2 separate regions of the Mus musculus genome follow, and region 2 is linked to region 1. Evidence: chromatin contacts called from public HiChIP or PLAC-seq data. All regions are on one chromosome and are shown on one strand. The core of a region is the stretch at or near the end of the contact, and the rest is flanking DNA. Distances in the headings are between cores, read along the strand shown.

What was found. HiChIP or PLAC-seq counts read pairs in DNA pulled down with a chosen protein or histone mark.
Region 2: a contact with region 1 is called in a FOXA1 HiChIP or PLAC-seq map of pancreatic cancer cells. The contact joins the promoter of Lrrc8a here to the promoter of Ptges in region 1.

What each region holds. Positions count from the first base shown.
Region 1 is chr2:30,901,433-30,906,368 of GRCm38.p6, reverse strand. Ptges (prostaglandin E synthase) reads left to right here and starts at 3,072. Exons shown (of 3, transcript NM_022415.3): 1 at 3,072-3,279. The coding sequence starts at 3,151. It overlaps Gm52550 (a long non-coding RNA gene), which reads right to left and starts at 3,114. Exons shown (of 3, transcript XR_003954020.1): 1 at 3,050-3,114; 2 at 2,719-2,834; 3 at 1,895-2,341.
Region 2 is chr2:30,235,170-30,240,105 of GRCm38.p6, reverse strand. It overlaps Lrrc8a (leucine rich repeat containing 8A VRAC subunit A), which reads right to left and starts at 2,337. Exons shown (of 4, transcript NM_177725.4): 1 at 2,301-2,337. It overlaps 1700084E18Rik (RIKEN cDNA 1700084E18 gene), which reads left to right and starts at 2,475. Exons shown (of 1, transcript NR_028299.1): 1 at 2,475-2,909.

The DNA.
Region 1 (4,936 bases), core at 1,823-4,322:
GGTTTCACAGAGGAGAGACAGTCACGAGTTAAAGGGCAAGTTTAAAATGCATTAGTGGGTACATCAGAGAAGGGGGTACAGGAGATGGCGGGAGCTATTCCATAGGCCTAAGGTGTTCTCTAAAGGCACCATGGCTTTTGGCTAGGTAGAAACTAGTTCAGTACATCCTAGGAGGATTTTTAACCTATTGTCATGAGATGTCTGTTCTGATATGGAGATACGGGAATTGTAACATTCCAACCTGTGCACCGCCCTGAATTCCTAATCAGCCATCAGTCTCTTCGCGACACAGCCTCCGTCCAGTTTTCCCTCACAGGCAGATGCAGCTTCTTAGGAGTCTTTGTTTATTGCTGGGATGGTACTTTGTCTGCTTCAATGCCGGAGCGTGTAGCCTTGCTCAGGGTCAAGCAAGGCATGGCTGTCCCTCTACATCCCTTAGCCCATGGAGGGCTGCACACTAAAGGCCCCTGTGGCTGGATCTGGTTTATGATCTGGTAGAACATAGAGCCTTACAGAAAACAGCCTAACCACTGAGATTTATATGTAGTAGTTTTCTGGTGCTCGGGGATGGACCAGAGCCTCAGAAACACTGGACAACTGCTCTGCTGCTGAGCCACAGCCCTGGCCTTTGACTGAGGACCTTATTGTGTTTGTTTGTCAGTGAATGTGTGTGTGAGAGTGTGTATAATGTAAGTGTGTAGCATGTGCCTGTGTCTGTATGAGTAGTGGCCAGAAGAGGACATCGGGTGTCCAGTTTTATCACGCCTGCTTTCTGCTTTACTCTCTTGAGATGGGATCTCTCAGCAGACCTGGAGCTAGACTGGTCAGACCCATGATCCTCAGGCCTCTGTGCAGCACACACTGGCGTTACTTACTGGCTGTTACACGACAGCTGAGGATTTGAACTTGGGTTCTCAGGATACTAAGCGAGTACTCTTACCACTGAGCCTTATGTAGTCTAGGGTGGCCTAAAACTCAGTGTGTGTCCAAGGTTGACCTTGAATATCTGATCCTCCTGTCTCTACCTCTGGAGTGCCATTTTGATGGTTGGCTCTGTGTGCGTGTGCGTGCACACACACATATACATTCAAGGACCATGGCGTAAGTATGGAGGTCAGAGGAGCCAGCTCATCGCCGAGCTTTTTGACCTGAAGCAGATCCCTGGCAAGGAGAGCAGAAAGCTGGCCTCGTGCCCAGATCCCCATCCTGTACCCACAAATAAAACCTGCTTTAGAACAACCAGACCTTTCCATGGCCAGTTCCCTGGGAGATATTTATCTCTTATCTAGTACTGCTAAGCCTTGTGTGGTGACCCTGCGCTTAGGAAACACAAACACCTTGTCAAGCATATCTTTAGTTCAGATTGTAAATCAGGGAGAAGCCACCCACAGCCCCAGCAGCAAGGATTCCCTCCTGTCAATCCAGCTAGACAGGAACCCTCTTCTGAGTAGGGGGAAACGGAGGCTCTGGTGTCCTCAGCGAGGAAGAGCTACTGCGTAGCGGGTGCTCTGTATCCTCGTTTGTAGACATGAATATTTTTCCAACTTAATCCTTTTTACACTTATTATCCATGAGTATACTCTCCAGCAGAGGACAGCCTGCTTAGGTGGATTCTATCTTCCCACCATGTAGATCTGGGAGAGAATCTCACCTATTCAAGCTGGTGGAGTGTACCTTTCCCTACTGAGCCATCTCATCAGCCCTGACTTTTGAGACAGGGTTTATTTAATATATCCTAGGCTGGCCTCACGTTCACTATGTAACCAAGGATGGCCGGACATATATCTCCAACCAAGACCCTTATAGTTCCAGCAACTGCTATGGTGTGTGTGTGTGTGTGTGTGTGTGTGTGAGAGAGAGAGAGAGAGAGAGAGAGAGAGAGAGAGACAAGATAGTCAGTTTCATTTTATAGCTAGGGAAATTGGATCAGAGCCCAGAGCTACATTGGTGCTCTAAGGACTGGCTAAGTTTACAGCCGAGTGGGGTTCAGGCTAGTTGCCCCTAGATCTCTTGCTTTGAGGCATGCATGGCAGGCTGATGGTGATGTTCCTTTGGCCTGATTACTGTTCTTTACGATCTAGCTGACTGACGAAGGGAGCGAGCAGGGAAGGTGTGTATTTGTAATTTGCTGGCAGCAGAGGCAGGGGGATGCTCGGAGCTCACTGGCCCGTCAGGCTGGCAGAATGATGAGCTCTGGAGCAGTGGAAGATCAGACCTCAAAATGTAACAGGGCCAGGCTGTACTGGTGCATGCCCTTCGTCGCAGCACTGGAAGGGCCAAAGCAGGGAGCTCTCTGAGTTCCAGGCCATGGGGGGTAGATAGTGAGGTTCTCTCTCTCTCTCTCAAAAAAGGAAAAGAGAAAAGTTAGGTGCTTAGGCTAGTGAGACCTGAATGTGACTCACATGGCAGAACAAAACCATCATCAGCAAGTTATCTTCTGACTTTCATACAGGTACTGTGGCACACAATAAATAAATAAACATAATTTTAAAAGAAATTAAAAATTAAGATGGACATTGAGAAAGTCATGTGACAGCAGCTACTGGCTTCCACGCAAAGGTGCACACACGTGAATATCCCCACCCATATGCAAATACACACACACACACACACACACACACACACACACACACGAATTGGTAATTGGGGGTCTGTGTCCTGTTAGAGGATGGCAGAAGGATCTGTCTCCTCACCTTCCATCTTGCAGAGACAACCCACCTCCATGGCTGCATGTCCAGCATTACAGCGGCCACACATTAGCATAAATGCCCTGGTTCTCACGCTCTTTCGGAAGGTGGGCATGGGTCAGTGATATGCAGACTGGGGTCGGAGACCTGATGTTAAGTGAGAAAACACTCTATGTAGTCTGAGGCTTTCAAAAGAACAATGGTCCTGAGCCAAGGATGGCGTGGGACACCTCCATTCCTCTGCTTCCCACCCCCCACCCGGACACTTGGAGCAGAAGTCTCTGGGTTCCTTCTTGACTTGAGCAGGGGGCCTGCTGCGGGTGATCAGGGTGGGCGGGGAGTGGGCGGGGGTGACCGCCTACTCAGGACTTGGCCCGCCTCCTCCTCTCCATAAGCCGCCTGTGGGACAGTCTCACTCTCAGTCCCGGTGTCCCCGAGTTGAAGTCCAGGCCGGCTAGCCGAGATGCCTTCCCCGGGCCTGGTGATGGAGAGCGGCCAGGTGCTCCCGGCCTTTCTGCTCTGCAGCACACTGCTGGTCATCAAGATGTACGCGGTGGCTGTCATCACAGGCCAGATGAGGCTGCGGAAGAAGGTACGTTCGCTGGTGGAGTGGGGGGGGGGGGGGGCGCTGGAGGAGAAGGGGATCAGCACTCTGCTGGCTTTTCCCTGCAAGAAAAGTCTAGGGACTGAAAAAACGTGGCCGAGATGTGTATGCCGGCGTGCGGTGGGAGCTGCTTCAAGGCTGCCGCCACCACAGCCCTTCTGGGAGCTGGCTTAGCCTTCAGCTCCTGAACCCTCTTGGTTTGAGAGTACTGGGGGGCTCCCTTGCGAGTGGAGCACAGGGACTCTTGACAGCGAGAGGTGTCTGGACCTGGCAGTTTCCCGGCAGGCAGGGAGATCTCATATCTGGGTGGAGTGGGAACCCGCAACGCAGGAGCCTAAGAAGTCTTTCCGTGGAAATTCCCACTCCCCATGGACGCCGCACACACTTGTGGCACCCTAGAGGGTGCCTTGAGGGACCACAGACATTCTCTGGTCCCAGTCCCGGCAAAGAAACCAAAGTAAAAGAACCTACGTGGAGCTGGTGGGAGTGGCCAGGGCTCCCAGACCCCTTCTAGGGGTCCATTGGAAGCGCCTAGAAAGTAGAAGCAGTGAATCATCTGCCCTTTACAGACACTTCCCCCTAAACCAACATCTGTCCAGCCCAGAGGCGAGGGACTCGGAGTACGGGGATGGGACGGGGTGGGCCGCTTGCCCTCCTGCCAGGTTCAGCCCCTGCCTGGGGCAGGTACTGACAGGAATGAAGGCAGGGCCACCCCTGACTGACTGACTGTCTCTCATTCTTCTGCTTTGGTTTGTCCTGGGACACAGATGCCAGGGAGAGATAGCTACATTCTGTTCTTGTCCCTTCTGTAGGGCCCCCAAAGTTGAGCACTAAGTCACCACCAGGAAGGCAGTAGGAGTTAGCTTACCCTGGTTTTCCAGTGAGTTAAGGAGAGGTCTGCCTACTATGGGATCCTTCCATCCCCTTTGAAGTTAACTCTGGCTCCCGAGCCTGACTTCCTCTAGGGCTCCTCTCCCCATGGGAGATGCAGGGGTGGAGGAAAGCCTTCTCTGCTTTGGGCCCTGGGCTCCTCTATTTCTGCCAAGTGGGACCAGGGAATCACACTCTGCATTGAGAGGACGGGAGCCGGCTCAGGATCCTCTCCCCAGCAGCCTGGAGATGTGGCTCTGAGAGGAAGCTGGAGACTTGAATGGTGAACACACCACCCATGCTGGTCCTTAAGACTGGTTCCTACTGGAATCTGCTGTGAACAGGAGCAGCCGCAGGTCTTTCCTGGAAGTGCATGCTGAGTGCCCCTTGACCCACTAGAGGTGGCTCCCTGATAGCTCATTACAGGAACTCCACTGGTGGCAAAGCTGGGCCCTCAGAGTTGGGGTTTCCGAGCCAGGAGGGAGGAATTCTGGGTAGGAGATCCTGGCCTTTTTCTTCGTCATTTTACATTTTTCTCAGGCAGGGCTCATCTACCAGCTCCAGGGACAGCCGGAAGTGAAGCTTGAGCCTCGCTCCCCTCACAGTTTAGACAGGTTGATTGTGACGTCACCAGAGTTGATGGGGGAGTTTTGCCGAGGCCCTCAAAGACAGAAGTGTGACCTTGGGCTCCCCAGCTTTCCCAATGAGGCCCCGCTGCTCCATTTCATCCTGAGGTTACAGAGGAGGCTGCTGGAGAGCAGGGAGCATCAGAGCC
Region 2 (4,936 bases), core at 1,088-3,587, 670 kb after region 1:
CTTACCAAAGATAAGGTGGCTGTGTGAGAGAGAAGTGTGGGCACCGCTCCAGACTTGGAAGACAGCAACAATAGCCGGAGATGGGAGTGTGGCCCAGCTATGAGGGAGTTAGAGCAATATAGCAGTAGTTAACCAGGAAGGAAGCAGCAGACAGCAGGACCTGGGAGGTGGAGTGTCTAGGAGGGGCTGGGAAGCAGCTGTCACACTTGTGGAGATGTCGGCTCTGGTAAAGGATGGAGGCCAAACTCAGTCCCCCAAGCCACAGGAAGACAAGACAGGCAGGCTATACGTGACCATGCAGCAAAGCACCAGAGGCCATCCAGTCCACCTCTGCCCCACCCTCTGTCTCAGACAGGACTGGAACACTGTTGATACTGAACAGTTACTTGTCTACTTCACAGCCAGGGCTGAAGTAGGACTCTGGACTCACTGACTCTTCTAGTCCCTTCTTGAAGGACATGTACTCTGGATAGCCTGCTCAATGACCAAGACTCCCTCCTCTCTCCTCTGGGCTGCTTCAGGACCACTGTAGTCTATATTTATTTAATGTCTGCATTTATTCCTTCTGAGTTATCAAGAGGTCTTCACTGGTCAGCCTGCCCTTCAATGTCTCTGTAAAAACCTGGAAAATCTACAGTCTCAGGACAGTGACCTAGGAACAGGCTGGTTCCAGGCAGCAAGCGGGGGTTCTGCCCCATTAGGCTGACCCTCAGAAGCCCATGCCCTCCACAAAGGCCATTCAGATTTGCAAGGAAACTCCATCCTAGCAAATGTGCCTTAGGTATGGAGAACAGGAATGTGAGGCTGACTCCTGGGTGTGGGAGGTATTGTCAATTGCTTCTCTGGTCCCTGCTTTGTACACCATCCCCCAAACAATGTGGAGCTTCAGACCCCAGAAAATCTCCAGGAAGCTGTCCTCCAACACTGCTCACCTGCCCTTGCCTGCCCATGACAGCTGGAGGAGAGCCCGACCTTCATCAAGGAAACAGCAGGATGAACGGCCTAGCCCACTGGCACCACCCCTGAGCCTCTGAATATACCCCCTCTCCTACCCTCAATGGTCAACTTATTCTTCCTGCACTGGCCATTTTCTCTACTTCAGAGGACATAACACAGATGGCAGAGTTAAAGAGACCACTGACACACTTGCAAGGCAGGAAAAGACTTTGTAGCCTCTGGCTACTCATTTCTGTCTCCAAAATTCAGCAGACAAGTGTCCCCATCCTCACAAAGACTCTCTCCCCTCCACACCTCATCCTTAAAGCTGTCCCTGTCCTAGCTAGGGCAGCGTTAGAGGAGGTTGTACAAGAGTGGCTGTCCTAGAACTACCACTATGTCAGCCCAGTTCCCATCAAGAAAAAGCTAATGCTCACTCAATGTGTTCTTTCAAAACAAGACAACAACTGTATCAAGCAGAACCAGCCCATCTTGACTCACTCCAGTCCAGTGCATGGCAGGTTCAAGAACCCTGGTCTCAAACAGAGGTTAGAGGCCCACGTCTCTACCCAGCACTCAGGAACCAGACAGGTGAATCTCCGTGAGCTCGAGGCCAGCCAGCCTGGTTTACAGAGAGAGTTTGAGGACAGTCAAGGCTACATAGTTGAGACCCTATCTCAAAAAACAAGCCCCCACCCCCTGCCACTGTCATCCCGAACTCTGCTGTTCCTTCAGCTTGGGGTCGCCTTTGCTGACCTCCAGCTCACCAACAACCTCCTGTACTTGTCACTCCTGCCCAAGAGATGCACAAAACAGGGACAGAACGAAACAGACTCTCATATCAGGAGTCGGTCGTTCAGGGAGCCCCAGTCTGAGGTCCCAAAAGCCTGTGCTCCCTTCCCCATAGCAGGGGACAGTCCGGGAGATCAGGAAGAGGGAGTGGTCTAAAGAGAAGCCGGCGCCGGGAAGCCCACGGCCAAGAACTGTAAGAGCTGGTGGGGGAGCTGTCAAGAGAACCCCGGGTGGAACCTCTGGGAAGGGGGCGCGTGCGCCAAGGGGCGCGGATCTGCGGGGACCAGCGCGGCAAGTGCGGCCTGAGGACCGCGGCGGAAACTCGGGTGAGAGGCGCGCGGAGAACAGGGTGCCCGGGAGGGGGCTCGCGCGCCGCCGCACGGCCTGGAGGGTGGAGACCGGAGCCGGCGCCCGCGGGAGGCAGGGCGGAGCGAAGCCCAGCGCGGGGCCAGGGTGGCCGGCGCCCCTGGGCAGCGAGAGCCCCGCAGAACTTGAAGGGGCGGAGCGCGCGTCCGAGGAGAGCGTCCCGTGCGGTGACAGCGCGCGTCTCATCCCCCACCCGACCCGCTCACCTGGGCTCTCCGCTCGCAGCCGCCCGCAGGCAGCCCGGGCCCTCCACCTCCCAGTCCGGCCGCCCGCCGCCGCGCTCCTCCAGCGCCTCCTTTTGTTTGTCCCTCACTGCACCACTCTGCCTCCCCCGCCCCGGAAGTGACGTCACGGCCGGACGCACCCGCGGCATCCCGGCCGTCGCCATGTCTGTTAAGGGGAAAGCTTGAGGCGGCTTCACCCTACTCCCGTCCACGTGCCTGCGCCAAGCCACTTCGGGGCGGAAGTAACGGGACAGAACTAAGCCCCCTTAAAGGGACAGGGATCCCTGCAACTTAAGGGATGCGTTACTCTGGCCAGAGCGGCCAAGTGACCCAAGCTGACGCAAGTATCCGCTCACCTCCTTTGTTCGGGTTCCGATCGCCATTGGGCCAGCGTCCTCATACCTTTAGTGCTGCTCGTTAGCTGACTCGCTGCCCAAACTCTTCAGGTGCCCGCAAATGTAACTGCCCTGCTGATGCTGACGCGCGCCTCGACACGTCCGGCTTGCGACGGTTGTCCCTGAAAAGCCGCATAATTCCGAGTTAACTGAATGGCTTCTCCGCCGCCGCTGCAATAAACACAGTTGAACTAAATTTAAAGGTTTCTTGGGCGATTAGTCGCGCCCCGGCGAGTTCACTGTCTCACACTAGGAGATCTTTGAAGTCGTTGGACTGGACTGGGTTAGGAACTTTTTGTAGAAGAGGGGAGAGAGGTAGTGCCGTGCTTGAGAAGGTATTGGAGTTTAGGAATCTGGTAGGTGTGTCCTGAGTCCAGTGGTCACTTTGAAACTAAGTATCTGCTTTATCCAGTATTTTGCTCCGACTTTTGTAAGCAAGGGCTTCTGGTGGGGATCTCTTTGTCCGGTTCCCCGGCTTCTGGCTGGAGATAGAGGATTGGCAGAGGGTGTGAGGGGAATTCTCTATCGGGAAACCTCCAGCCTAACGTTAGCAGCGAATTTTGAGCTGAGCTGAGGATAAAACCACATCTTCAGAACCAAGCCTCCAGACGCTAGCTGTGTGTGTGTGTTAATCTTCCCGGGTCCTCATAATTCCCAGGCTAACTGTAGTAATCCTTAGGTTGGGAAATTGTTCAGCTATTAAAACAAAGTGTTTCATGTACTCCAGTATGGGACGAGTTCCAGTAGCTTACGTGAAAGAAGAAAGGCAGGGAGCACAGCAATGAGTTTTTGTGGAGTTGGGTATCAGTGGTGTGTGCACCAGCTGACTAATATACACAGGCTGTACAGATGACCCTTCCCTCACTGAATGATCTCCGCCCCCTTTTACAGTGACAGGACCTCTGGAAGAGCAGTCAGTGCTCTTAGCTGCTGAGCCATCTCTCCAGCCCAGCCCCTTAACCTTAAATTTATATAAAGAGAAAGGGGGATATAAGTATATTTATCCACATACTAAGGTATATTTAGTTTCAAACTTTAAAAATAATAATAATTTCAACTTCAAAGATAATGCTTTTTTTTTCTGTTGCCAAAAAGCATTTTGCCCTGGGAAAGATATACCCTGCTAGTCCACAAAAGAATCCAGAGTTAGGGTTGGGGCAGGGTTTTGTTTTTATCTTCCCAGGAGAAGAAAAACATACAACAGAGAAATTCAGATACCACTGGACAAGAGAAACAGGATGGATCATCAAGAAAAGATATCCTGCCTGGCGTGGTGGCCATGCCTTTTATCCCAGCACTTGGGAGGCAGAGGCAGGCGGATTTCTGAGTTCGAGGCCAGCCTGGTCTACAGAGTGAGTTCCAGGACAGCCAGGGCTGCACAGAGAAACCCTGTCTCAAAAAACTAAAAAAGAACATTGGCTTCTCTTCCAAAGGTCCAAGGTTCGATTCCCCAGCACCCACATGGTGGCCCACAGCTCCAGTCACAGGGGATCTGCAAATAATACCACCTGGGACATTGAAACAGTCTGCGGTTGTTTTTCTCAAAAGTTCCGGGTAATTAGGCCCTCTGGCAGGGGGCTGGGGCCCATGTTCTCAGGGCAGTCAGTATTTTTCCACTCTTCATTTCCCCACTTCTTGTGAGTAGCTCTAATCTTAGAGCGACCCCACTTCCTTTTCTGGCAAAGTCTGGTACTGGTGTGTCGGAGCACCATTACCTGTACAGCATTAACCCTGTCTTTTACAAAAGCCACTAACTTATTAAGAATGCAAGGTCCAAAAGTGAGCAAAAGCAAAAGAATGGTTAGGGGACCGGCAAGGGTAGAAACAAGGGTGGTAAACCAAGGAGACTTATTAAACCAATTTTCAAACCAGCTCTGTCTATCTTCTCTTGCCCTTCTGCGCTTGTCTAATCGATCCCTGAGTTTTGACATAGAATCTTTAATTACTCTAGAATGGTCTACATAGAAGCAACACTCTTCTTTTAGGGCTGCACAAAGTCCTCCTTCTTTGAGGAAAAGGAGGTCTAACCCTCTCCTATTTTGCAGTACTACCTCTGACAGGGAGGTCAAGGATTCTTCTAGTTTAGTTATGGACTGCTCTGTGGCCCTCAGATCAGTGTCCATGGCAGTTCGCAAGTCATCAAAGTATCGAGGGGTCTGAATTAAGGCGGTTGTACCTGTGCCAACCCCAGCCGCCACCCCCAGACCCAGGAGGACCGCCAAA